7 separate regions of the Mus musculus genome follow, and regions 1, 2, 3, 4, 5 and 6 are each linked to region 7. Evidence: chromatin contacts called from public HiChIP or PLAC-seq, Micro-C and promoter capture Hi-C data. All regions are on one chromosome and are shown on one strand. Each heading gives the region's core, a stretch centred on a gene start, on an enhancer-like site or on the middle of the called end of the contact. The rest is flanking DNA. Distances are from core to core; before and after follow the strand shown. Region 1 holds the start of Plk1 (polo like kinase 1). Region 2 holds the start of Hs3st2 (heparan sulfate (glucosamine) 3-O-sulfotransferase 2). Region 3 holds the start of Gga2 (golgi associated, gamma adaptin ear containing, ARF binding protein 2). Region 4 holds the start of Ndufab1 (NADH:ubiquinone oxidoreductase subunit AB1). Region 5 holds the start of Ubfd1 (ubiquitin family domain containing 1). Region 6 holds the start of Palb2 (partner and localizer of BRCA2). Region 7 holds the start of Scnn1g (sodium channel, nonvoltage-gated 1 gamma).

Region 1 (3,853 bases), core at 665-3,164, 420 kb before region 7:
ACACCTCTTTAGATAGCAGGGTTACGGTGGTTAAGGTGGCTCAGGAGGTAAAGGGGCTTGCTGCCAAGACTGATAACATGATCTACGTCGATCCTGGGACCCACACAGTGGAAAGAAAGAACTGACTCCTTGAAGTTAGCCTGTCTCCATTCATAAGTAAATGAAATTTAAAATGCACAGGATAGCAGAATTAGATGCACTGGGGAATCAAGTAGATGATCTTCGTGACTGCTGCTGGGCAAGTGTGTGGAGAAGTGACAGGGATCTAGGGACTGGCCAATCAGACTCAAGGGGGCAGGTTTTTCAGCTTAGTAAAGAGACACCTGAGGAGATGCTGCCTGCCATACTCTACAGCGTAAGTCCAGACCTGAAATTGGCTGAGGGTCTGGCTCAGTGCTAGGTTATAGAGAAGCATTTGGGGGAGGGGCCCCAAGTTCAAAACTACTGAGTTGAGGCATAAACACCAATGCATCTAAAAAAAAGGCAAGGAAAGTGTCACACACACACAAACACACACACACACACACACACACACACACACACTTTCCACTTCCTAACTAGAGGGCAGCATCTCTATTTCCTCACCTTCCCCTCCTTGTCCCCTCCTGCCCTGACACCAGACACCCGAAGGCCCAGCACCTCACCTATTTTCACCTCCAGATCCTCGTTCAGGAAGAGGTTGCCCAGCTTGAGGTCCCTGTGAATGACCTGATTGCGGTGCAGGTACTGGCAGCCCAGGACTATCTGTCGCAGGTAGTAGCGGGCCTCAGGCTCGGTCAGTGCCTTCCTCCTCTTGTGCAGCTCCAGGAGGGACTGAGGAGGGAGAAAGAGGTCACTGAAGTCCAAGAAGAGTGGCTAGCTGGATGTGGCTAGGACTAGACGCTCGGAGTGGAGAGTCTTAGCAGGTTTCTGATAGTTCTACCCATACACTGGTTGGTCACTATCATTCACCAGACCCTCTCCTGAGTCTTCTCTCAACCCCACTCTCGACTCCCCTACCCAGGGCTTCCTCCTGGCAGGAGATTCCCTCCCTTTCCTGAAAGCTCTAAAATCTGACTCCAAACAGCCGCCCCCTCCCCCGACCCTGCCCCACTCCGGAAGTTAGAGGTGCGTGGCACACCAAGCCTGGGACCCTTCCTTAGCCACTTTATGAATCCATTTCCTGTACCGACTCGCTGCCTTGCGTCTGGGAGCTCCATCCCTAATAGCAACAGGATCTGGTCTCGGTTTCCCCAGAACCCCGGCCTCAGCAGTTCGGAGTGCCAAGTACCCTCGCTAGAAGCCTTTCCATAAAAGTTTGAAACCCAACCACTCCTCTAGGTCACTCCAAAACCTCGGTGCCCCTTTGTCAGCAAGTTCCAGGTGTGGGAGCCCCAGCACTGCGACTGAAACACTCACCCTCCTGCGACAGAGCTCCAAAACTACAAATACAAAGTCGCTGTCCTCAAAAAAGTCATGGAAGCCTACGACGTGTTGGTGTGCTAGGCTGCGGTGAATTGAGATCTCCATAGACATCTTCTCCTTCTGGTGGGGCTTGAGCAGCAAAGACTTAGGCACGATCTTGCCTGCGAACACCTCTTTTGTGTCTGCGTCTGAGATCTCGAAGCATTTGGCGAAGCCTCCTTTACCCAGAAAGCGCCCCCGTACATACTGCCGCCGGCTGCGTGGGTCCACTAGGACCTCCGGAATTTCTTTCGCCAGCGGGGCGGCCACTGGGGCACCGGGAACTGCATCTCCCGGAACCCCACCTTTCCCGAGGTCGGCTGGTGCTCGAGCCAGCTTTCCAGCTTTGGCCGCTGCATTCATGATGCCGAAGTTGCTCCACGAACCTGGCTGAGTCGGTGCAGAGGGTCCTGCTCTGCTCCGCTCCTCCCCGAATTCAAACGCGGCGCTGGGAACGTTACAAGGGCCTGCGCGTTGCTGATTGGCCGCGGGGATTTAAAATACAAACCCGCCCAGCGCGCGGCACCATGGGAGTGCTCTACGGCGCAGCCGCCTTTAAACTCCGATCTTGCCGGCGAAATTTTTAATGGGCAGGGACTGGAGGACTGCGTTTGCTCAGGATTGCCTGGGAAACCAGGAACGAAGCAACTACGTGAAGATCCCTAGAAGAACAGGATTCTGTCCTGCTTTCTGCTCCTCGGCTGGGGCGTGCTCATGTGGTTCACCTGCGCCTCCTCCAGGGGCTTCTCCTAACTGTTAAGATCTAACACCTTCCTCCACCGGACCCGGCCTTCTAGAACTGAAACTCCAGGCCAACCGGTAGCTTGAGAGTGCACCGCCTCCGCGGTGGACAGCCCTCTCCCCGGCTAGCCTAAATAAACCCAAAACTGAGCAAGCTCAGCAGGCAGATGCACCTTCACGGCGCAACGGACCGATCTCCTCTGTGGCACTAGGGGCTCCCAGCCCCTGAGAAGTAACTCAACCCTTCTCTTGAACAACGCAGGAGGCCAGCAGCATCTGCAGCACCTGGAATTCCCTAAGAAGGCAAAGGAGGGGCGTGGGTTCAGGATTACAAGTTAGCCGAGATCAGCCTCAGCTACCGCTCCACTAACCCCAAAGGAAAGAAACTTCCCAGGCATGACCTGCCGGTCAAACAAGACCTTCAGATGATTCCTATGCCCTGTGATATGTAAGAAACACCGGACGTCTGCCCCGCGATGCAAGGTTACCTGGGTTGTTCCAAGTTGTGTGGCCCAGAGCCCCAAATAGAAAAAATTAATTTTTTAGTCAGAGGTGGGGGGGTAGCTGGTTAGAAGAGTGCTAGCATGCCGGTATACCAAGGCCAAGTCTGCCCTGCCGAAGTGTCCGTTCAGCCTTCACTTAGGAAAAAAAAAAAATGAGCCGGGGCGTAATGGCACACACCTTTAATCCCAGCACTGGGGAGGCAGGCGGATTTCTGAGTTCAAGGCCAGCCTGGTCTACAAAGTGAGTTCCAGGACAGCCAGAGCTATACAGAGAAACCCTGTCTCGAAAAAAAAAAAAAAATGGATTTACAACATGTAAAAAGAGTGGCCACACAGAGCAGGCGTGTGGCTTTTCATAGAAAAAAACGGCCAGCTCTGGTCACTGTTCCCAGACACCCTCTTTGCCCCCCTGCCTATCTGGGCACTTAAGTGATACCTTCCGTTAGAAGCTGTTGTTGCTCTAGTTCCCCCAGGAGGGTCTTAGCAAGATCCAATTGCTGGATTGAGCAAAAAATGGCAGTGCTGCTGTCTTTCCCAGTCTCTGGGTAACGATTGTACTTTCTGAATAAGGCAGAGCTTTGTCTCCAAAAACTTAAGCTTGCCAGGAGTGGGCATGCACCCTCAATCCCAGTGCTGGGGAAAACAGGCAGGCAGGCCTCTGAATTCTAGGCTAGACGCGCACACACATGCGCACACGCTTCTGCGTGTCAGAGAACATGCAGGAGAGTCAGTTTTGCAGGAGAGTCAGTTTTCTCCTTCTACCATGCAGGTTAGGTATATGGGTCTCAGGGACTACACTCACGTCATCCAGCCATGTGGCAACAGCCTTTTTATGCTCTGTGCTACTGCAGCTTCTGGGTTCATATGTTTGCTGATAGCTCATATTATCCAACTGATAGACACTGCCTCAAACAAGGTGGAATGAGAGAGAGGGCCTGTCTCTAAGGAGGTCCTCTGATCTCTATGTGATTGCCTGTGCTCACAGGCACAAACATGAACACACACACACAACTTAAAAGATGATACTGTTCAGTTGTAGAGCAATCAGCTGGCATGCAGGAGATCTTTGGTTCTGTAAAAAGGTTAAGTTAGAATCCAGCCTATGGCAGGCATCCTACTAGGACACTGTGAGAGCCGAGCTGGCAGACCTGGTGGTGACCTAGCCT
Region 2 (3,627 bases), core at 237-2,736, 340 kb after region 7:
AAAGCGAAGGTTCCTTCCTACACTCCAACCCCACCAGCTCAGGACTAGAACTGCTGGAGGAGTGAGCCTCAGAACATAGCGAATATTTACAGCAGAGACTGGCATTCTCCTCATTGCGAGAACTCAGGACACACTCTCATATTGCCCTAAGAATGGGTACCTACCAGGCAGAAATCACCACACAGGGCCTTTGTGGTGGTTTCCCTTTCTCAACTGCAGGTGCCACACAGGCCAGGGAAGATCAGCTTAGGGGTAGGAGTAGAGCCTTTTGCCTTAGGGAACCAGCTCCAACCGCCCTAAAAACTGGACAAAGAAGGCAGCCCTCCAGCCAGCACCTAGTTTTGACTAGAAATGTCCCCTACCTTCCAGAGACCCCAGGGACAAGAGGAATACTCTTTCCCTTTGCGCTTCAAAGAGCGTCATGAAGAGTCAGTCTCCGGGAAGTTCTGGGTGGACCCTCTACAGTAGTCACCCCACAATCCACTTGCCGGTTTAAGACAGGCAAGGAATTACTCTAAGGATGGAGCGAACCCAAAGCTCAGAGTGGAGCTGTCGTGACCCTCTTACCTGTACCAGTCCAGTCCTCGTCCGTAGTTCCTGTCGAAGAAGTGGGGCTCAGTGCCCAAGGCCCGCACGTCCGGGTGCACGCGGATAAACTCCAGCACCGCCCGAGTTCCCCCTTTCTTGACGCCCACAATGAGGGCTTGGGGCAGCCGTTTGGTGCCTGGCTTCGGGGAGCCAGAGTGATTGGATCCGGAGAGGCGCGGTGCTGGAGCGGCAGCGGCGGGCGCGCTGGGAGCGCTGGGCTCACTGGGCGTCGGCCCCGGGGGATCACACGGGCGGGACTTCGCCAGAAGTTTCTGGCCGCTTGCGCTGGGGCCGCGGAGGCAACGCGGTGCGCCGAGCAGGCGGCTCTGGCCCAGACCGTCGCAGCAGCACAGGAAGCTGTAACACAGGTAAGTGCAGGACAAGGACAGTGTGAAGGCGAAGAGCAGCCTGCGCGCTCTCCGCGGCTGAGGTGGCCCCGCGCGGCCCAGGACCCTATAGGCCATAGCTCCATGGGCCCGCGCCGGGGGTCATGGTTTCCGAGGTGGCACCTGCGGCGGAGCTGCTGCGTGGCTCTGCGATTGCCTAGAGGGCTCGCGTGGCGCTGTCCCCGCTGTGCGCGTTGGGCGTAAGGGATATCATCTCCTCTGGGGGCAGCTGGCCTGGGCAAGCACCGTGCCCGGGGGTCCCGGGTACGGTGGCTCCTCGGGGACCAGGTGGCTGCATTGCCAGCATCTCCCGGTATTAAGCGATGAGGGCTCTGGACAGCCGGGCGGCTCCCGGCGCTCTTCGATTCTCACGCGCGTCGGGTTCGGAGCGCGCCCAGCGCCCGAAGCCCCATTCCGGATGCTCCGAGCGCCTTTCTGGGGACGCTCTGTGGCCGCGCGGCAGTGCCGGCGGGAGGATGAGCGGACCGGACGGTGGCGCTGGCGCCGGCCGCGTTCTGGCTCCTCGGGAAATGCCGAGTGGAGCGCGCTACCGGCTCTATTTAAGGAGTCGCCTGACGTCAGCCGCGCGGGTCCCCCGAGCCCGCGCCGCACCCGGGGACCTGGCCCGCCCCTTGCACCCTGACTCTCTTATTCCTCTCAGGTACAACACCTCCCCAGGTTCTCCCCATGAGGACTGCTCCCTACGGAGCCTTGACCAGCTTGGGGAGGTGAAGGGAGGGTGGGCAGGTATGTCCTGTACTCCTGTGGGAGATTAGACACCCCCATCACTCCGGCCTCTGGACACCTGAGATTACGCCAACACCCACCCTACACATAGACCCGGGTGTTCATGCAAGCACCCAACCCTGATACTCGGTTCCACTACACTTACCCACACATGCACCACACATACACTAGCACAGGAACAAGCTCACTCTAATCCGGACACTCCTCAACACCCCACAGAGGGTGGAGAGAAGAATACACCTAACCCGAAGATAGGAACACAACAAGGACACACCCCATCCCCAGCCATCTCGCCGAACCAATACACACAGCCTGGAATCTGGCATCGTGCAGGGTGCGCACACGCATGGGACCTGGGCGCACAGTGCAAAATGGATGGGTGGAGGAGAGTGAGATTCCGTGACTAGTTACCGAGCCCCCTAGCACCCGCATGCTGACTCACACCCAGGCGACTCACTCTGTCTCGCACCCATGGAGCACAAACCTCTATCCAATTTGCACACCACCTCATCACACACACACCCCGACTCCCGCCCCCCCCCCCCGCCCCCTTACTGGGCCTGGAAATCAAGCTAGCCCCAGAGCCTCAGACTTATTCATCTCTTGGCGGCCGCCCCCTAGCGGTGGCCTGCTCCCCAGGGAGCTGTCCAGGGTACCAGACGCTATATAAGGGTCAGCATATAACTGGTTTCCTCACAGTGACAAAGCAGGAGGAAATAAAGGACAGAGCACTTCTACATCTAATGATTGTCAAGAGGTTGTCTTCAGAACAGCTCCCAGTGACCAACCCTAGCTGGTTAGAACCCTGCATTCCAGGTGGGATTTACATCCCCTAAAAACCTGGACCAGTGTTCCCAAAGAGAAGACCCTCACAAGATGGCTGTATGACCCCACCACCCCCCTCAGCTTCCGTTAGACTGACGATGACTTCAGGACAAGGTCTGTGTATTCTTGCTCAAACTGGGAAATATGCTCTGTTTCTAAACCAAGCCCATCCCTAGAAAACTTAGATCAAGCTCTCTGCTGTAGGGACTAGTTTCTAATACATATAGTACATGATAAGTAATTTGATAACTGTTAAAGCCTACCATACTATTACCGTTTCCTCGCATTTCTTTGGATTATTTTATAAAAAAATATTTTTATTTATTCTGAGAATTTCATATCATATCACTTCCAATCTCAGCAGCTCCCAGAACCCTCTAACATGTTCACTCCCAATTTCATTTCTTCTCCCCATCTCCTACCTCCTCCTTCTCCTCTTCCTCTTTTTCTCCTCCTCCTCTTCTTCATCTCCTCACCCTCCTCTTCCTTCTTTGTCTCCCTCCTCTTTGTCTTCCTCCTCTTTCTTCTCTTCCTCCTCCTCCTCTTCTTCAAAAAATAACCCACTAAGTTCAATTAGTAATTCCCACAGCTTACTGGGTGTGGGTCCATCTTCTGCAGCATGAGCAACTTACCAGTCGCCACACCTCCGAAGAGAAAGGATTCACTGGCAGCCATCACCTGCCAGTAGCTCCCCAGCCATGAATGGGCCCCATAAGCTCCCTATCAGTCTATAGGGGGAGGTTGACGGTCTTGACCTTGTGTGGATGTTGTGCAGGTAGCCACTGTGACTGTGAGTTCATGAAGGCAATGACCCTGACATGTTCAGAAAGCATCACTTCACAGTTCTCCTTCTCATCCTCCAGTTCTTGTATTCTTATTTCCCCCTCCTCTAACGTTCCCTGAGCCTTGGGAAGCATGTGCTGTAGATGTCCTTTCCGGGGGTGGGCACTCTCAGTCACTTATTCTCAATGCTTTGACCAGTTTTGAGTCTCTGCATTAATCCCTGCCTACTTAAAGAGAGAGGGGGAGAGGGAGGGAGAAGAGGTGGGGGAGGGGGAGACAGAGGGAAAGAGAAGAAGAG
Region 3 (3,730 bases), core at 420-2,919, 290 kb before region 7:
AAGATTAAAAGTAGGGCTGTAGAGGTTGCTCAGTGGTCAAGAGTATGTATTGCTCTTTTGGAGGACCCAGGTTCAATTCCTAGCACCCACATGGCAGCTCAGGACTGTCTACAATTCCAGTTGCAGGGAATCTGACACACTCTCTGGCCTCTTCAGGCTCCAGGCTTGCATGTGGTGCATAGATATATATGCAGGCAAAACACACATACAAATAAAAACTTAAAAAAATGTTTGTACATTTGGGATTATGATATGCCTAAAGTCCTAGAGTTACCCCTGACTGTCCCCACTATTTATGTGTCCATTCAACAGATACTTACTGGTATGCCAAGCCCCATTTGGTATGCTGGTGGTCCAGGTCTATGCAAATTAAAATCCTTCTGTGTGTGTGTGTGTGTGTGTATGTACTGGGGTGTGACATTGAGGGTGGGGAATGATAGGGACAGTGTGGAAGGATCTGGTGCTTCAGAGGGACCTCGTGCGCAGTCTTGACTGCCTTCCAGGCTAAGGCCTCCTTCAGTCTTAGCAGAGTTGTTAGTAGTAGATCATTGACAGCAATGGCAAAATTATGCTGGCCTCTAGACATGCATATTAATCCTGTCCACTGGACAGACCTCTTTCTCCACTGGCTGGAGCCAGTCTTATGCCCATTTGCATGTTTGTCTCAACAGTCCTTTATTTTTACATAGATTTTTCTCTTTGGCTTTTCTTGTGGACATATTAATACAACATCTACTTGATTCCTTCATTTAAGTTCAAGAGTTAAATAAAGGAAAATATTTCATGTTAGGCTGGCATGGTAGCTCACACCTGTAGTTCCAGCTTTTGGGAGGTTGAGGCAAAAGGATTTTACTACAGGTTTTTAGGATCTTAGCTTTTATCATTCAAAGGCCATCTTGGACTAATGAGTATGAGAAACCCTTTCTCAAAAGCAAAAACAAAAACCATAACAACAAAGCTGTACTGGTAGTACATTCTTGTAATCAAGTTTGTACCACAGTGGCAGGATGACCAAGAATTCTGGGTCCTCCTCAGCTATGCAGTGATCAAAGCCAGCTGGTTACATGAGACCTTAACTCAAAACAGTTAGAAAAAGGTATGTTTATATATAATTAATGTGTTCACTTTTTAGGGTATGAGAATCACGACCTGTTTTTTATTTCTTTTTTTTGGGGGGGGATGGGTGTTCGAGACAGGGTTTCTCTGTGTAGCCTTGACTGTCCTGGAACTCATTTTGTAGACCAGGCTGGCCTCAAACTCAGAGATCCGCCTGCCTCTGACCTGTTTTTTTGAGAAAAGTATCTTTTCATAAAAATAACTGTTTTATGAATTATGATGCAATGTGTCATCAAAAAAAAGTGTGTCAGAAACCCGAATGGAAGATACATACTCGGAGAAGACCCTAATAAAAATGCTGAAAGAATGATTCTTTATCTGAAATTCAGATTTAGCCAGGCGTCCAGTATCTTTTCTGGGAACCCTGCTTCTGAAGAAGAGGGGACAATCAATACCTAACTAGCTTGGCTTTTGACCTTTCAAGTGGTCTTGCACAAAAAAAAAAAAAAAAAAAAAAAAAAAAGACCTCGTGAGTTGGAGGTGGCCGGGAGGAGGTGCGTGGGGGCGGGACAGGGCCCAGAAATGGGCGTGTCCAATAGGGCCCGCCCCGTCACGTGCCTCTCAGTGTCTGCCGCGTCGGCAGCTGGAGCGAAGGCTAGGCGGCGGCGGTGGCTGCAGCTTTTGGGCAGGAGTGACTGCGGCCGCAGCGCTGGGCTGGGCAGATGGCAGCGACGGCAGTGGCAGCGGGGACCGGATCCCCGGCAGGGACCGAGTCGGCGGAGGGCGGCCCTGGGGCAGCGGCGGCGCTGGAGCTGTGGCTCAGTGAGTAGCATCGCGCCACACGTGATCCTGCTTCCCGCCGCCCTGGTTGTCCTCCGCGGCGGGAGGGGGCCTCTAGACTCACCCAGGGGATTCTGGGGACCTCAGACCACGCCATGGCTCAGTGGCCGGGCGGCACCACTTAACAGCTGGAGCGCGAATGCTTAGCGATCTCTTGTGCCAAGCACTGTGCAGAAAGCGTTTCAGCCATTGTTAGTCTGGTCGCAGGACCGAGAGTACCTGGGTTTACTAACCCGTGCGGGCGATGCAGCTTTTTTGCAGATCATTGAGTCTAAGAGCTTAAGTGGCTGCTACCTTTAAGAGCAAAACCAGCTTTTATGCCTCGGTGCATATTTACTCTGGCCAGACTTAATTGTTCCTTGTCTTAGCTTAACGGTGATCTCTGGGGGTGCGGTTCTAAAGGTTCTCTCTTTATCTGAGGAATTGAGGTTCAGAGAGAATAAAGAATCCACCCCTTGGGTGGGCTCCACTACGTGCTGGGTGCACTGAGATGGTAACACTGGGACATTGCTCACAAAGACATGTTCATTGGCTACTGGCTACCAGAACAGCACCTTCTCAACAGAAGCTGGAGGAGGGGCGCTTGTTGAACGTAGTTAGGGGCTGTTTTGTTTACCTGGGGCTTGTCATAGCTGGTATACAGTGTGTGGACAATGGAGGAGGCCATATTCCAGACAGGAAACTGCAAAAACTCAGGATGAGAATGTACAACATTCTGGGAGCGAGTAGGCCTGTTGGCCAGGAGTGCAAAGCTTAAAGCTCAGAGAATCCAGAAAAGAGACCTCAGACTAATTTGCTAATGAAGTAAGACGCGTGAGCGCCGCAGAAGGGACTGCATTATTTAAACATTTTTATTACATGTTGTGTATTTGGGGTGGGGCGTGCTGCTCCTGGCTCGTGGAGAACAGAGAACAACTGGGGAAGGGGTCAGGGTGTCGTTTCTCTCCTTAGGCTCTTCTGTGGGTTCCAGGGCTCGAACTCAGGCCACAAGGCTTGGTCACAGGCACCTTTATCTTCTGAGTCATTGCAGGCCTATAGCTTTCTATTTCAACATGTAGGAGAAGCTGTTGGAGACAGCTTCGCTTCTACTGAAAGCACCACATGCAGTTCCACCTGGTGAGTTGGTTGAGGGTGAGACTTCAGACTTGGAGTAGATATATAAGGTCTTTAGATAGCTGGGGTGGGGTGGGGTGGGGTGATGGTGGTTACAATAGGAATGAAGGGAGTGGGGATCAGGAGTCGAAAGGATTATCTGAACCCATCAGCAGGGTTTAATGTAAGCACACGTGCATGCACATTACTTTAATTAAAGACCTGGAGCCAGACTGTAGCAGTGCACACTAGTCCAATTCCAGCAGTTGTGAGGGAGAAGCCAGCCTGGCCTACGTAGTGAGTTTCAGGACAGCTAGAGCTACATAGTAAGATCCTGTCTGGGAAAAAACAAAACAAAACAAAACCAACCATACAGACAAAAACCAAACAACAACAACAACAAAACATTAAACAAAACCCAGAAAGGACTACCATCACCCATATAGTCTTCCTTCCCTGTACATAGATGGACTCAGGAGATGAGTGTACGAAGGATCCTTGGTTTCGGGGATCAAAAGTAATTGTGGTAGATGCTTCCCCACTCCGCCCCCACCTGTGTGGAGGAGCAGTTGTGTCATGAAGTTCGAAGTTCTTGCCAGGCAGTTAGGAAGAGCTCTGAGCATCCAGGGAGGGTAGGAGCTAGAGGGGTGGTTTTGAGAGCCAGTCTTCCGTGGGTGTGTAGAACAGAGCGTTGGAGCTGGAACAAGGAGGTATTTCCCAGGCAGATGGGACTAGAGTATCC
Region 4 (3,551 bases), core at 1,032-3,531, 370 kb before region 7:
TTCCCACTCCTCACAGGAAAGGTCAGGATCTTTGGTTGAGATGGCAGTTATTGTAGGCTGAAGTCTTCACAATACTATGACCCCTCCTCCCAATTGTTTTTCCTTGAATACTCCCAATTTTTTTAATGCTCATGATCTCTCTCTCTCTCTCTCTCTTTTTTTTTTTTTTTGTTTGCTTTTTGAGACAGGGTTTCTCTGTGTAGCCTTGGCTGTCCTGGAACTCACTTTGTAGACCAGGCTGGTCTCGAACTCCGAAATCTGCCTGCCTCTGCTTCCTGACTGCTGGGATTAAAGGCGTGTGCCACCACGCCTGGCTATGCTGATAATCTTTAAACAAGAGACTAGTGTCACAGATCTCCAGAAGTCAGGCTACATTAACTGTGTGCTGAGTGAATTCCAAAAGTTATTATACTTGTTGCTAGAAGAGGGCCTCTTTGGAAAGTAGTCAAGTCAAGTCTGAGGGGGATGTTAGTCCAAGTGACTGATCCTCAGGAAACACTGCTTTACCCAGTAGCACAGCTGAGACATAGTAAAATGCAGTGCCCGCATCAGTCAGGCAAGCCAAGGGGTTCTTCTCAAAGGAAGAAACTCATTAAACAAAGCCACTGAGGAACGTTATCAGTGAGCCCCTCCACATATATCCACACGGAGGTTGGCCCATTTGTAATCACACTTTTATCCCCACACTGACTTCTGAGCATGCTCAGTTTAAATCATTGATGAAGGTACTAGGCACATTTTTTAGGTTATGGGGTACACGTTTCTGATATTGAGAGGGATGAACAGGGCCGCTTCTAGGCATGTTCAACTTACACCAGAAAGTCTTAGCTGAAAACAAAGGAAAGGGCACTTTGAAGGTGCGTTAGTGCAGGAGTTTGACTTTGGTGTCTGCCTGCTTAGTGTCTAGTTGGTGTGTGGGCTTCACTTGTCCATTTTTGTTCACCGTCTCAGATCCTGAAGTGTCAAAATGAATTCTACCTGCAAAGCTGTAAGTAACCTGCCTAATCTGTAATATACACACATTGTCCAGTTTCGCTTTTGGCTGTACTGCAGACTGAACCTAGAACGGTCATGCTAGGCAAATTCCCTACATCCATGCATTATCAAAATTTAAAATATGTACTGTTGTACTTCACCATTTCCTGGTCTCCAGGTTACTGTAAGCACACGGAGTTTGGGAGGTTTGTGGAGGGGGGGGTTATTTGTTTATTTATCTATTTTGAGACAGGGCCTTGCTATGTAGTCTAGGCTACCACCATAAGATGATCCTCCTGCCTCAGCCTCTGGAGTTGGGAATGAGGACGTGACAGTCACACCTACTTGGCTACTAGTCTTAAAACTCACACTTATAATGTGTACTGAGTTTTCACTGAAACAACAATAACAAAATCTTAGCGCTATGGGAGAAACGTGACATATTTTATTTTTCAGAGATAGGGTTTCACTATGTAGCCCTGGCTGGCTTGGAACTTGCAGTGTAGACCAGGGTGTTCTTCAACTCTCAGAGATCCTCCTGGCTGCAGAGTGATGGTATTAATGTTGTTTGCCACTATGCCATGATCCCCACCCAACTTTTTTTTTTTTTCTGAAAATGATGCAGTTTTAATATACCATTCTGCAGAAAGGGACACAAAGAAAAGGCAAAAAATTACTGTCGAGTTGATTTTGCCCTGAAATTCCTGCCTCTTTCTCCCATAGGCTAGACATTATAAAATTCACAATCTAGCATATTCCCCTCTCAAATTCTCTATCCTTTTTATTTAGGAGGAAAAACCTTATTTAATGAATTAATTTGAGGCTTGAGAGTGCCCCTTTCGCTGATTGTGGGCCAACCCATATTGTTGATTGCCTAAAACTTCTCTTTATTTATTTATTTTTTAATTATTCACTTTACCTCCCCGCTCCCGGTCAGCCCCTCCCACAATCCTTCCCCCATCCCCATCCCCTTCTCCGTCTCTGAGATGGTGGGGACCCCCCTGGGTACCTCGCTACTTCAAGTCTCGGCGAGGCTAGGCGCTTCCTCTCTACTGACAGCCAACAATATATTTCAGAACTTTGGGAGAAGAATCAAGTCGGTTTCTCTTTTGGGTCAGTGACAGTGTTTAGGGTTAGATGGCATTTGTGCAGTTGCAACCACAGCAGCCCTTGTCCTTCTAAAGGAGGTGGGTGCAGCGCGGCTGGGAGCCGCTAGGGTCCGCCCGCGCCCGCGCAGCCCTCAAGCGCCGCTCTGTACGTCGCCGGCGTACGGCGCTAGCTGCGGCCGCGGCGGGAGGCTGCGGCGCAGTGCATCCTGGGTTGGCGTAGCCATGGCGTCTCGTGTCCTCTGCGCCTGTGTCCGCCGCCTGCCCGCGGCCTTCGCGCCGCTGCCCCGGCTTCCCACGTTGGCCTTGGCGCGGCCGCTCAGCACCACCCTATGCCCTGAGGGAATCCGGAGGAGACCCGGGGCTCTGCAGTCCGCCTTGGCGCTCGCGCAGGTGACTTGCGGTGACTTTGCCGGGGCTAGTCAGGGGTCAGGGCCCCGGGCCGTCCGGGTTGGGGGAGGGGCTGCACAGAACCTGCAGGGGTGATGGGGTACACGGCTAGCCCCACTGCCTGACGGGTTTTGGTTGACCCCTGTCGCGAAGCTAAGTGTCTTATGATTAGAGCACAGGACTTTGACCCAGTCTTTTTTTTTTTTTTTTTTTTTTTTTTTTGGTTTTTCGAGACTCTGTATAGCCCTGGCTATCCTGGAACTCACTTTGTAGACCAGGCTGGCCTTGAACTCAGAAATCCTCCTGCCTCTGCCTCTCGAGTGCTGGGATTAAAGGCGTGCGCCACCATGCCCGGCTTTTGACCCAGTCTTGACTGAAGAACAAAATTGGACACCAGCTCTCATCCTTGCGGAGTGGCAATGAAGTTTAGGTGAGAGTTCGAGTAGAGCACCTACTGCGATTGGCAATTACCGTGGTCACTTCCAAGGACGTACACAAGAGGAAAGCCACTTGCCCATAATAGTCCTCTGCAGAGTATTCTCTAGGTTCCCAGAGTTCTATTGTAATTTCCCCCCTGTGGCACCTTTTGTCTGTGAACTTTCTGGAAGTAAGGATAGGAAACAAGTCCTGTGTAGTTTGCATATTTGATGAAACCAGTGTGGGGCTTAAACTCTGTGAGGATGTCACTTTCAACCCTAACTAGCCCTCTTCCCGCTCCCCTTCTGACTCTTTCCGCTGGTATCAAGCCCTGGCATGGCGTTTTAAGTTCCAGTGTGCATGCAAGGTTAGGAAGTACTGTAGTAGACTTTGGGCCAAGTTGAAGAACCGATTCTCATACTCAGTGACCTTCCTGAAGTAGTGGTTTCAGTCACACCTGCACGCTACAAGAAGAGCTAAGGTTCTACATCCTGTGTTGAGATTCACCGACAGTGTAATAGATAGGCAGGCCATTGTCCCATTGGCTAGACCAAAAGGTTGTCATTATAAAAGTGTTAAAAGGGCAGTAAAGGGGGCTGGTGAGATGGCTCAGTGGGTAAGAGCACCCGACTGCTCTTCCGAAGGTCCAGAGTTCAAATCCCA
Region 5 (3,871 bases), core at 1,189-3,688, 330 kb before region 7:
AAGAGGATTGTTAAAAATTCCAGGCCAGCCATTCTCCAAATCATGTTTCAGGCCAGTCAGGGATAAAGAGTAAAACCCTGTGCCTCAAAAAACAAGCACACAAAAATGAGCAGGAGAGATAATACAAAAACTCAGACTCCTTCATGAAGAAGGACCACTATTAATACAAAACAAAACAAGTGTCAGTATCATTTGCTTCAGCTTGGTTTGACTTCCTGAAATGGTCAGTTTTAGGGGAACCTCTAAAATCTGTCCACTTCCATACCTTTCCAGAATTGGATTTTCTGAACTTGACAAGACACACAGACACAGAAATCAAATGGGAGCAGTTAGAAGGAACAAGGGCTTAATTCCAATACTGGTCATATTCTCTGGCACTACTAAGAGAAACCCACTTGTGACTTCCTTTGCTAACTCGCTAGAGTCTCCCTTTACAAAGGCCTTATCCTAACGCGGGAAGTCTAAGCACACTGACCCACCAGATGACAAAGATGCATATTTCAGGTAGCTGTCAACTCCACTCTGCTGCACCCAACTGCTCCATACATTTCCATCATGGGCCCTGTCCAGAAAGGAGCTTATTCTAGGGAGACTGTAACCAGTCTCTACATTCCCAGGACCACAAGCAGATGCCGAATGGTCTCACCTTCTGCCTGCAGAGGGGCTCCTTCTTGTTTTCTTCAGCCTTTGCATCCTGCTGGGCAGCATCTTTCGGGGTGTTTACTGCTAAAACATCATTTATAGTAGAACCAACCACCATGATCTTGGCCCCACTGGTCACTTTTATTTCTCTCAAAGTCTTGTCTTCAGGAACAAGTCCTTTATACATGACCTTCTGCATGGCAGGTGGGAGACCTTGACAAAAAGTGGAAAGGAATAAGCAGGAAATGCGTGGACCATCCCCCTTCTATAACAAAACAGGAAGTGAATACTGGTCCATCAACTATCAGCTTTGTGAACTTGAAGGAGTTCAGAACACCAGGACTATTTGATTGGTAAAACTTGGTCCTTCTACATGAATGTAAGGTATTTAGAATTGTTTGATGTCTAGGTATCATTGTTTCCAAGTTATAACTCTATCTTCTATCCACTTAAATACTGAAAATTCCCAAGTGTAGGAGATACAGAAAGCCAATAAGCTTTTTACCCGATACATGGAGAAAGCTTTAAGGAAAGTATTTCAAGTAGCAAACCAAAACAAATAAAACGGCCATGTATGAATATTTATAAAGGGCCATTAGGACAGTTGATAACACTGTTTCATGAACTTCCCTTATGAAACTGATCTGTCTGCTGAAAATAAATCCGTGGCTAAATACTGGACCTGTTCAGAATCTCCTGTAAAGTTCATAAATACCGCGCCTAGCAATGACAGTCCAACATTAGTTAGAAGGGTGAGCCTTAATACTCAAGATTCAGGCTTGCATCTCACTCCACCACTTGGTGGTACCACTATCATTCTGGGCCTAATTTTCCCTCTCTGATTACTAATGGACATACAAGTACTGATTTCAGAAAACTGCAGTGAGGATAGCGGGAGTCTAGGCGCAAGAAAATCGCTAACAGTTTAGCACGACGTAAGCATCAAGAGCTAGAAGGTAGGTCGTGGGTAGAAGCAGTCGGGTGTCAGCTCCTCGAATACCTGTAATGGAGTGAATCTTCTGCTTTAGCTCGGACCCCGTGCTGTCCAGAGGGACCTTCACGTCGTGTTTGGTCTTGTTCCAGATTATCTTCAGATCCACCAGCTCCTTGCCCACACCGCCGCCCGCGTCCTCGCCGTTGCTGACCGAGGCCTGGGCCGCAGGGTCCCCAGGGGGCTGGGCCGGGGCCGGCTGCAGGTTGCCTCGCGCGTCGCAGGAGTCCTCCGCCGCTGCCCCTACGGCTGCTTCGGCCTCCACGCAGTTGAGGGGCCGTGCGGGCGCCTCGGTGGCCACAGCCTCGGCCTCCGTGTCCATGCCTGGCTCCTCCATGCCTGCAAAGGGGTTAGGGGGGTGGGTGCTCGCCACGAGCCCGGCCTGCGACGAGAACGGGCCCGGGCACCGTCGTTGCCGCGCCACGCTCCTCCCTCCGGGGCCAGGCCCGGTCCCACGACCCCGGCAGCGTCCGCAAGCTCTTCAGCCGCCGACCGACCGCCTTCCCCGCCACACTCACCATCCGGGGCTCCGGCCGCCGCCATGATGATTGTGTACAACACCCACCACGACCGCAGGGGCCGCCGGGAAGAAGCGAGCTGGCGGAGATTGGCCCCCGCACCAGCCCCTAATTTCACACAGGCTGGCCGGAAACAGGTGGAGGTTTCTATGGAGACCCGCCTCCTCCGCTTCCCGGGCCGGCCCCTGCCACGCTTTAGCATTCCCGCAGCCGGAGGGGGCGGGTCTGGGAGATCGCCTGCTCGCAGCGCTCGGTCCCCGAGCGGCGGCGCATCGCCGCCCTAGTCCAGAGGGGCGTGAGCAGCCCAGATAGGCGGCTTACGCCTTTAAGTGGCAGGGCCGCGCTCGCTGTGGCGAAAGTTGATTGGTTGGAGTGATTTTTTTCCCCCCCGCCGAGCGGAAGTGACGCGCGAAGGAGCCCACGTGTGTGTTTCTAGTCCACATGGCGGCGCCCCTCAAGAGGCTTCTGCTGGCCGAGCCGCACGTGGTGGCCCTCGGGCACCGCGTGGGGCGGCGCGAGGCCAGTCTGGGCCCAGATCCCGGGGCCCCGGTGCGAGTGCGCTTCGCTCCCAGCCCCACAGGTAATCCTAACGGACGTGACGCCGCTCGCCGCAGCCCACCTTCCCGTCCCCGCCCCCGAAAGTTCCAGAAACAGTCCCTTCCGGGGTTGTCTGCGCGACCCCGTTTTAAAGAGACGGAGGTGGAGGGCTAGGATTTGAAGTGATTGAGATTGCTAGAAGTTTCCTTGTTGTATTGTCTCTGTCCTTTCTTATTGCACGCTGTGTGCAGAGCGTATAGACTTTATGCCAAGGCCTATGCGCTATAATGCAGTGGTCATTGAAAAGTCAGGGTTCTGGCTTTGAAGAAACCGACAAATCCTAGAGTCATATGTGTCCATTTTGGCAGTGAAGCGGGATAGGGCGCCCTAGAAGGTATTGCTGAAGAGGTAACATTTGAGTTGAGAACAAGTGTCAAGAAGACCCGCTTGAAGCCTAAGAGGAAACGACATGCACAAAAGCCTGAGTTTGCTGGCAGCTTAGCAAGTCAGAAGAAAACAGAGGCCCATGTATATCTTGCTAGGAATTCTGTGTCTCCTCCCTTCCCACAAATTCCCAACCTTTAGTTCAAGCCACCTTCTACCCTGTTCACACTGAGCAACCGTTCATTCTAGGTCTAGGGTCAGCAGGAAAAGATATTTCTGAGTCTCAGCTGCACAGGAAGAACGCATTACCTCCAGGCAGGCAATGTAGATTGTGGAACTTCGATATGTGGTAGAAGCCCTGGTTCATAGTTAACTGTTGTGAATCTGTTTTTAAGACTGATATAAACGAAACTGCTAGGGAGAAAATGAGTGTCTCAAAACCGAGAGAACAAAATCATCTTTCTTTTTGTTAGTCTCAGTGATGTAAAATAGCTTATCAAATGACTGCAAGTATCTAAGTATCACAGTGTCTGTGTTTACCTATGGTCAACATGAACTGGGATACTCACCTTGTTGGAAGAAGCACTTATGCAGGCATCCAAGGCCTGGCATTTTCTGCATCTATATTTTTGTCTTTGCCAATCCCTAGATGTGTTGCTTTGGCAGAATTATTTGCTCTGTTTATGTCCCAATTTTGTGATTTGTCAAGTAGGGCTAATAATAGTGCCTGTCTGACGGGTTTGAGCCAGTACAGCAGAGGCACTTAGCAAGCACTGCCTCTACTACAATTACTGTTTTC
Region 6 (3,645 bases), core at 1,097-3,596, 400 kb before region 7:
GCTTATGCAGCGCCCCCAAATGGCCAGATCTTCTCATTACACATCTAAACACATGGTCATGGGCAACATCACCAGAACAGGATGGAGCCTAGGATTGCAAACAGGTAATTAAGTCACATACCCTTTGCTGAATTTTTTGAACGGTGGCCTTATGACACTACGGCTTTTCACGACACAGTGACGTCCAACTCTTACATTTGCCAGGTCTCCTCGGATGATACAGTCATTCATTATAATGGTCTATAAAGCAAAACACGTGTAAAAAATACCAGTTAAGTCCATGTCCCTGAATTCTGTTTTAAAGTACTTAAGATACTGCCTCTTCATGAGTTTTGTGTCTAGTAGTCCTAGGCACAATACAGCACAGAGAACAATCTGCCACTGCATTCTGTTCAGACATAAAAGATTTCTGGCCCTTCCCTCCACCACCACCATGTTCTTACTCATAATATTTAATGCAATGTAAATCCTATTTAAATAAAATACTGAAGAAAATGACAGAAGTGTTCACGTTCTGTTTAGAAGAAATTCCTCCCCTCTCTTCTCCCTCTGTCTAGCTGCCCTGTGTCTCCTGTGCTCTCTCCTGTTATATTTCACGTGTTACTGCCCTCCCCACCCTCTTCCTTAAAGCTTCTTTATTCCCCATCTAATGGGCCGCTCTCTAATTTTTTTGGCTTCTCCTCCCTGATCGTCTTTGTGCATTCAATAAATCTAATTTGGAGAAAAAAATGAAAACAAAGAAAGAGGGGTTAGAGAGATGGCTCAGCGGTTAAGAGCACTGGCTGCTCTTTCAGAGGTCTGAGTTCAATTCCCAGCAACCACATGGTGGCTCAAAACCATCTGTAATGGGATCTAATGCCCTCTTCTGGTGTGTCTGAAGACAGTGACAATGTGTTCATATATACATAAAATAAATAAATGTTTAAAAAAACAAAAACAAAGAGAGAGAACTGGAAATGACAAATTGGAGACAGCACTATCCCATATACCCTGCTGATACAGTGACTAGCTGAAGGCATAAGGGTAACCTCCTGAAGCTGCCTGTGCCCTTTACCTTGCCATTGAGGACGATGTTCTGGCTTCCACACAAAACAGACTGGCGACTAACTTTGTTCCCAGATGCCTAAAAGCAAACAGAAATCTGGAGTGAAAAAACAGAGGATTTCTGGACTACAGTTTCCATCATGAAAGCTCACATTGAGGAGAAAATTACTTCAAATGAAGGGCAGTCTAAAAATGAATGAGGCCTGAATGTATACTGCACCCCTACTGTCCCAGCTCTGGGTGGGGTGACTGTGAATTTGGGGTTAGACTAAACTATGAAGTGAGACTCCATCACCAAACAAACAAACAAAAACAAACTGGAGAAGGAATGCACTGGGGGGGGGGGGGGAAGGCTGTGGGCACGGCTCCGTGATAAGAGCACTCAGGAACTGAATCCAATCTATCAAAAGAGCAAGGGTAGATCAGGAACTGAGAGCTCAAGAAATGAATTCAGGATCGGTATCTAATGAGCGGTCTAATGACTGATGTGCATTCAGACCCCACTTCCATATTACGGTTTCATAGCCTTCAGTGAGGAAAATTACTTTTCCATGATCACAGACACACAGAAAAAATAATGATAGTAACCCTAACGGGGGCAGTTTACATATGTTGTATTATGAGTTGACGAATAGAAACAATAACGTCTTAGCACGTAAGCAGACTGTGAAATATTATTTTTAAAAAGGGCCCGGAGTCTGAAAATGTAATTTATATACAGAATGAATAGGCTGTACTGTGTATTCCTCTGGAAGACATTATTTAACAGGAAACTCAGGCGTGTGTATATGCACACACATAGATATATATGCATAGAAACTCTCCCACATCCACACTTTCCTCCCCCGCTACACAGCACACCCACACACACGAGATGAAGGAGAAGAGAGCCTAATGCATGCATGCACCGACTAAATAACAATCAGATGAAACACGAAGCATCTCTAAGTCATCCAAGGAAGGGACTGAGGGAACGGGAACCAGTGCAGCCGGGACGGGAGGGGCGACCGTCCAGTCCTCGAGGGTCCCGTGACTGCCAGCGGCGGCAGGGTCGCCACACGCGCACCGTCTCGATGTACTCCGACTTGTTGTACAGCAGTTCGCCCAACTCCATGGCTTCCCCCTCTCTGAACCTCAGGATCCTGTCAGTAGCTCAGGCAGACGGTGATTCCAGCTACTTCCGGTTGATCGGCCACTTCCGCTATCCCCGCCCTGGACTCTCATTCGACTCTCCTCTAGTCAAGCCTGCTCGATCGCTCGGCAGTCTCCAGCTGCGCGTGCGCAGAGCGAACAGAGGTTTTAATTGGCCAGAGCGGCTAGCGCGCGGAACCTGTGTGGCTCGGCAGGAACATAGTGGGGGTGAACTAGGTCCCCGTTCTTCCCAGGGGTTCCTCTTGGCCCTAGGAAGCCCTGGCTGGGTCCCCGTGACCACAGGCCCGAGGCTGGAGACGGCTGCTCCTTGCGTTCGGCTTCCAACCCGATGGAAGAGCTTTCCGGGAAGCCCCTCAGCTATGCGGAGAAGGAAAAGGTGCCCGGGTTGCGGGAAGGGTGACCCAGGGCTTTAGGCTGGGTTTTCAAACCTAGTTCCTGTATCCGAGGCAGTGTCCTCCTACCTACAGCCTCCACGAGAAGTCACTGAGACGAGCGCGCTGCTCGGGTGGCGAAGCTTAAAATGCAGACGAGCCAAACCCATCTTCTAGTGGCACTGCATAAATATTAGGTGTAAAACTACATATAGGTAAACCTAGAGGCCCTCTTCTCTCCCACTCCACTCCGGCCCCGTCACATAAATCTTTCACGTCACGTCAACAGCCTTATATATATACATTTTCGTGTTTGTCTGTTAGGGCTTGACCTCCAAAATAGGTTTACATTGGAGAAGGGGATGGTTATAACGTGTACTCTGGTTGGTTCTGCAGCTGGTGTTCTCCATGTTTAAGACCCACGTTGGAACAAGATGAGGGGAAGAAAATAATATAAATATTACATATAATGAACAGGTGTTGTGTGTGTGCATACAAATTTAGTGTAGTAGTTAGAAGGAGCTCTCATTTCTTTCAGGCTCAGAATATTATTCTCCTGCAAGACTTAAATATTACTTCCATGTTCTTGTGCTTTCTGTGCAAAATTAGAATTCACATTAATTTGTCTTCCTATCCTGTCTTACCTTCTAAGGGTGGTAAAGATCATTTACAAATAAACAAGATAACTCCTACTTACTGATAAGATTGAGGACAAGATAACAGGTTAAGATCAGAATTACTCATGTTGTGGTGGCCCATGACCATAATTTGGTTGCTACTTAATAACTGCAGTTTGCTGCTATTATGAATCAAAATATATATGATATGAAACCTCTGTGTGTGTGGGGGGGGTGTTAAATGGAGCAGTTATAAATGGCAGCATCCTGGAGGAACTGCTTATTCTCTGTTCAGTTTGCATATCTCAAAGGAGGATGATTATATAATAGAATCTATTTGTTAGGGTTATTGTGAGTGCTAATTGAGTCATTGGACATTAAAGTCACAAAATTCCCTAGGACTAACTGAAGCACATTATGAAAGTATCTGCCATTTTTATTATTATGTGTCTGAGAATGGA
Region 7 (3,726 bases), core at 806-3,305:
GAGTGGCTTAGTTTGCTTAACCTAACGATGTCACCATCAAGTTCTCTAGGCAGGATTCTGGGCCACCAGGCTTAGTTTTCTTCCAAACTGAATCAATGGAACGTGGTCCAAAATTGGGGGAAGGTTGGGGGGCAAGGCTCTCAAGTTTACAATGCTTGTGGGTTTAAGGATTATACATAGTACTAAAGAAGGAAGCACAAGAGCATAGCACAAGAGAACAGAGGCCAGGGGCAGCCGACCACGCCCAGTAACCTGCCCTACCCACAGACTTACATGATTTTTTTCTAGGTTGAGAAAAACTGTCTCTTACTGACAAAATTATTAGCTCCCTGGCAAGCAGTGTGATTTACCTTATTTATTTTGAATGTTGTCATCCTTTTAAAAAAAAAATGCCGTGGAGCATGGTAACACACACCTTGGATCCCAGTACTCAAATGGCAGAGGTAAGAGGATCTCTGTGAGTTTAAGTCACCTTGGTCTATCTATCAAATTATCAAGTTTTAGGCCATCCAAGGCTATGTAATAAGACTCTGTCACAAAGAAAAAGAAAAAGAAAAAAGAAAAAGAGGAAGGAAGGAAGGAAGGAAGGAAGGAAGAGAAAGAAAGAAAGAAAGAAAGAAAGAAAGAAAGAAAGAAAGAGAGAAAGAAAGAAAGAAAAGAAAAGAAATGGGTCCCTCTGTCAGATGTTTGCCAAAAGGTGAATTCTGGATTCTTGGGGTTCCCACTCATCTCGTCCGCAGAGGACCAGCCAGTCATGCGAGAGGAGACTCCAGAATGTTCACATAAATATTTCAACTCTAAGGCAAAACAAGATTGTAGCTCTACTAGATTATGGGCCTTGATTCAACCCGGTGCTGTTAGAGGACTTTGAAGCTGATACGCTCAGAACTCATCTCAAAGGTTAGCTCACAGAATGCGCTCTACAGTCTTCCCAGGTAGATATCATCATTTCCCTATTACACAAATGAAACAGAGACACACAGATAGACTAAGTAGCTTGCCCAAGGTCATAATAGAAAGTGTCCGGGCTAGGATTTGAACCCAAGAACACATACTAGTTGTGTTATTGCTTAAATAATGATAGTGGTTTCAGGCGACAGCTGCTGCAGAATGATGGCAGACGTCAGTTACAGCTACACCGTGCCCAGGGTTCCTATTCCAACATTTGCACCTAATTTAATTCTCACTACAGACTAAATGAGGTGTTATTACTATCCCCATCCCACAGAGATGCAAATGGAGGTGTAAAGAAGTTAGGTAATCTGCCCAAGGCCACACAGTATGAAAGAACGAACGAATTCTTCGAAATTCCAGGTCCCCGTTTTTCTTCCTGACACTTCTCTATTCCCTCACCTGCCCCCGAACCTTGCCTCTGTCCCTGTCAGGAAACTGAAGCTTGGCGAGGAGTGACAGTTTGCAAGGCTCTGTTCATCCTAGAACTTGGGCACAAAAGCCTGGGTTCGGGCAATGTTTTGATTCCCGCCATGCCACGGTGCTATTCGGAAATAGGTTGAACCTCCGAAGCCAGGACTCAAGGCCCTGGGACCGAGCTACCCCCACTGACTCGCTGCAGTCTGGGAAGCGACCTGGCGCGTAGTTTTGCGGCAAAAGCCGTCTGCTTCGTGCCAGCTATCGCAACGCTGCAGTCAAGGGCTCCACTTTCAATCAGCCCGCTTCAAGTGCTTGATTCTTTCTGCAGCAGGCACCTCTAAAGAAAAACTTTCCCGCGACTGAAAGAACAGTCGCTGTCAAACGCATGCTCTTCAAGTGGGGTGAGCTAGGCAGAGAAGATCCGAGATGCGCTCCTCCCACGCACACCGGCTCAGAAACGCCTGTCGCTCAGCTCTTGTATCACAAGCCAAGCTCTGGATGTCTCAGCATCCCGCCACCCGTGGACAGAATAATCTTTTTCTTGGAAGCCACCACGCCCTGTGGCTGCTCACGTACCTGGAACCCCGGAATCGAACTGACCCGACGCGGCTGGGCTTACCTTTCTGAACTGAAGGGTCACGGCTGGCCTGTGTACAGTCTGGAGACGCTCCTCTTCTTCTGGCCTCATAAAGCCAAGCATCTCCAAGTGGCACGGCCAGGAGCGCCAGTGGGTCAGGCTCAGACCCCGCCCCTAGAGTTTCCTCCCCACTCAAACTCCGCCCACACCTGCCCAGGTGTTTTCCCCGGGCCACCCCCGACTTGTCTTAGCCCGGAGAAGGCCGCGACCCCGCAGTGCCATCTGCTGTCCAGAGTCAGCTCCGCGCCTCAACCCGGGCTGCGCTGCTTCTCGTGGTGGCACCGTGCAAGCTTGCTGCCTCCCAGAGGCCACTCTGCAACCTGCATTCCCGCTGGGTCACAGCCCCAGAGTACTTTGTAGAGTCACCTCATTTGCCTCATTCTGACCCAGGTCGCAGGAGGTCTCTTATCTCAGTTCCAGAAGACATTCCACACAGCCTCTTATCCCTCACCCTTCCGACCTGGTCAGGATACGCAGTTGCTTCGGCATCATCTAGAGTTCTGCTGTGGGCAACAGGAGCTATTTAAACAGATCATTTATTCTTTGGGCCTGTCATTGTCTTTCCATAGGGACTCACACAAATTGACTATTAAAAATAAGTTTAGACCGCTGAAACTGTGAGGGATCCAAGATAGGTATTCAAGTTGTAATCCCCTTGAGCTGGGAAGAAACATGGCCCCACAAAAGACAGCGTGTCACTAAGTATTCAAACATTTTAGACATAAACGTGTTCATATCCACCTACAGACCTTGTTAAAACGCAGGTTCTTGAGTTGAGGATGTAGCTCAGTTGGTAGAGTGCTTGTTTAACATAACCAAAGTCCTGGGGTTGATCCCCACTATCATATAAACTGGATGTGGTGGCTCACGCTTACTGTGCTAGATCTGGGGTTGAGGGTGAGACAAGAGGCTCAGAAGCACGAGACCTTCCTCAGCTACATAGCGAATTTGAGTCCAGCCTGTGCTCTATTTCATCAGGGGGGCATGGGTCTCAGACGTCTGGACCTCTGGCTTCCCATGAGATGCCTCTTTTGCCTGACCAAAGATCACAACTTTTGGTGGGTAGAAACATGTCAAGCATTATTGACCATCAACGTAAAGAAAAAAATCCCCTAAAATCCCTAAGCAGTATTTCTTGCAATCAATGCTCACGGTGAAGAATTAACAAAGCAATCCACCTCCCTCCCTAAATAAGTTAGTAGAATCATTGTGCTGGCTAGTTTGTTGCTAACATGAGTTAACATGTTAACTCGGTGGAAGAGTTTCAGAAAATGCCTCCACAAGATTTTCCTGTAGGCAAGCCTGTGGTGTATTTTCTTGGTTGATGACTGATGGGGGAGGGTCCAGCTCACTGTGGGTGGTGCCATCCCTGGATTGGAAGGAAGTCTGGGTGCCACAAGAAAGCAAGGGAGCAAGACGTGAGGAGTAAGCCAATAAAAAGCACTCCTCCATGGCCTCTGCTGCAGTTCTTGGCTCCATGTTCCTTCCCTGCTTGAGTTCCTGCCCTGATATCCCTTAGTGATGAGCTGTTATCTGGTGGTGTAAGCTTAAATAAACCCTTTCCTCTCCAAGTTGCTTTTGGTTGTGGTAGTTTATCATACTAGAAAACCTACCTGACAATTATTATTTGGAATATATACATATATACATGCACATGTATCCGTTACATATTAAATGTGATGAGGGTTTTATTTTTAAATTTAGATTTATTTTTTAAA

The links. Promoter capture Hi-C pulls out the DNA fragments that hold promoters and counts their contacts. HiChIP or PLAC-seq counts read pairs in DNA pulled down with a chosen protein or histone mark. A called contact is a pair of places that touch in the nucleus more often than the background predicts.
Region 1: a contact with region 7 is called in an H3K4me3 HiChIP or PLAC-seq map of embryonic stem cells, with 5 times the contacts expected there. The contact joins the promoter of Plk1 here to the promoter of Scnn1g in region 7. A contact is called at or near these places in 2 of 39 promoter capture datasets (liver and pre-B cells) and 3 of 115 datasets of contacts at active chromatin or transcription factors (embryonic stem cells, epiblast stem cells and large pre-B cells).
Region 2: a contact with region 7 is called in a Micro-C map of embryonic stem cells, with 1.7 times the contacts expected there. The contact joins the promoter of Hs3st2 here to the promoter of Scnn1g in region 7. A contact is called at or near these places in 1 of 39 promoter capture datasets (maxillary cranial neural crest) and 3 of 484 Hi-C or Micro-C datasets (embryonic fibroblasts, embryonic stem cells and neural progenitor cells).
Region 3: a contact with region 7 is called in a promoter capture Hi-C map of trophoblast stem cells, with 3 times the contacts expected there. The contact joins the promoter of Gga2 here to the promoter of Scnn1g in region 7. A contact is called at or near these places in 8 of 39 promoter capture datasets (cranial neural crest, embryonic stem cells, frontonasal cranial neural crest and 3 more), 2 of 15 datasets of contacts at CTCF or cohesin (large pre-B cells and stem cell-derived epiblast-like cells), 6 of 484 Hi-C or Micro-C datasets (the HPC-7 cell line, embryonic stem cells and trophoblast stem cells), 12 of 115 datasets of contacts at active chromatin or transcription factors (the NIH/3T3 cell line, differentiating embryonic stem cells, embryonic hindbrain and 6 more) and 1 of 9 other capture datasets (pancreatic islet).
Region 4: a contact with region 7 is called in a CTCF HiChIP or PLAC-seq map of embryonic stem cells, with 12 times the contacts expected there. The contact joins the promoter of Ndufab1 here to the promoter of Scnn1g in region 7. A contact is called at or near these places in 5 of 39 promoter capture datasets (the HPC-7 cell line, hippocampal neurons, liver and 2 more), 2 of 15 datasets of contacts at CTCF or cohesin (embryonic stem cells and pro-B cells), 9 of 484 Hi-C or Micro-C datasets (B cells, the G1E-ER4 cell line, the HPC-7 cell line and 5 more) and 3 of 9 other capture datasets (embryonic stem cells, liver and pancreatic islet).
Region 5: a contact with region 7 is called in an H3K27ac HiChIP or PLAC-seq map of epiblast stem cells, with 5 times the contacts expected there. The contact joins the promoter of Ubfd1 here to the promoter of Scnn1g in region 7. A contact is called at or near these places in 12 of 39 promoter capture datasets (the 3T3-L1 cell line, the C10 cell line, the HPC-7 cell line and 6 more), 3 of 15 datasets of contacts at CTCF or cohesin (embryonic stem cells, pro-B cells and stem cell-derived epiblast-like cells), 8 of 484 Hi-C or Micro-C datasets (B cells, the Ba/F3 cell line, the G1E-ER4 cell line and 5 more), 9 of 115 datasets of contacts at active chromatin or transcription factors (T-cell acute lymphoblastic leukemia, astrocytes, bone marrow-derived macrophages and 6 more) and 2 of 9 other capture datasets (embryonic stem cells and pancreatic islet).
Region 6: a contact with region 7 is called in an H3K27ac HiChIP or PLAC-seq map of embryonic stem cells, with 5 times the contacts expected there. The contact joins the promoter of Palb2 here to the promoter of Scnn1g in region 7. A contact is called at or near these places in 2 of 39 promoter capture datasets (hippocampal neurons and liver), 1 of 15 datasets of contacts at CTCF or cohesin (embryonic stem cells) and 3 of 115 datasets of contacts at active chromatin or transcription factors (embryonic stem cells, large pre-B cells and pro-B cells).

What each region holds. Positions count from the first base shown.
Region 1 is chr7:122,157,496-122,161,348 of GRCm38.p6, reverse strand. Plk1 (polo like kinase 1) reads right to left here and starts at 1,914. Exons shown (of 10, transcript NM_011121.4): 1 at 1,399-1,914; 2 at 645-813. The coding sequence starts at 1,806.
Region 2 is chr7:121,390,155-121,393,781 of GRCm38.p6, reverse strand. Hs3st2 (heparan sulfate (glucosamine) 3-O-sulfotransferase 2) reads right to left here and starts at 1,486. Exons shown (of 2, transcript NM_001081327.1): 1 at 568-1,486. The coding sequence starts at 1,052.
Region 3 is chr7:122,019,137-122,022,866 of GRCm38.p6, reverse strand. It overlaps Gga2 (golgi associated, gamma adaptin ear containing, ARF binding protein 2), which reads left to right and starts at 1,669. Exons shown (of 17, transcript NM_028758.2): 1 at 1,669-1,878. The coding sequence starts at 1,779.
Region 4 is chr7:122,100,578-122,104,128 of GRCm38.p6, reverse strand. It overlaps Ndufab1 (NADH:ubiquinone oxidoreductase subunit AB1), which reads left to right and starts at 2,281. Exons shown (of 5, transcript NM_001360744.1): 1 at 2,281-2,474. The coding sequence starts at 2,307.
Region 5 is chr7:122,065,765-122,069,635 of GRCm38.p6, reverse strand. It overlaps Ubfd1 (ubiquitin family domain containing 1), which reads right to left and starts at 2,438. Exons shown (of 7, transcript NM_138589.2): 1 at 2,152-2,438; 2 at 1,643-1,972; 3 at 647-855. The coding sequence starts at 2,353. Ears2 (glutamyl-tRNA synthetase 2, mitochondrial) reads left to right here and starts at 2,550. Exons shown (of 9, transcript NM_026140.3): 1 at 2,550-2,731. The coding sequence starts at 2,593.
Region 6 is chr7:122,131,647-122,135,291 of GRCm38.p6, reverse strand. It overlaps Palb2 (partner and localizer of BRCA2), which reads left to right and starts at 2,346. Exons shown (of 13, transcript NM_001081238.2): 1 at 2,346-2,572. The coding sequence starts at 2,525. Dctn5 (dynactin 5) reads right to left here and starts at 2,251. Exons shown (of 6, transcript NM_021608.3): 1 at 2,111-2,251; 2 at 1,055-1,123; 3 at 122-240. The coding sequence starts at 2,158.
Region 7 is chr7:121,732,808-121,736,533 of GRCm38.p6, reverse strand. It overlaps Scnn1g (sodium channel, nonvoltage-gated 1 gamma), which reads right to left and starts at 2,055. Exons shown (of 13, transcript NM_011326.3): 1 at 1,991-2,055.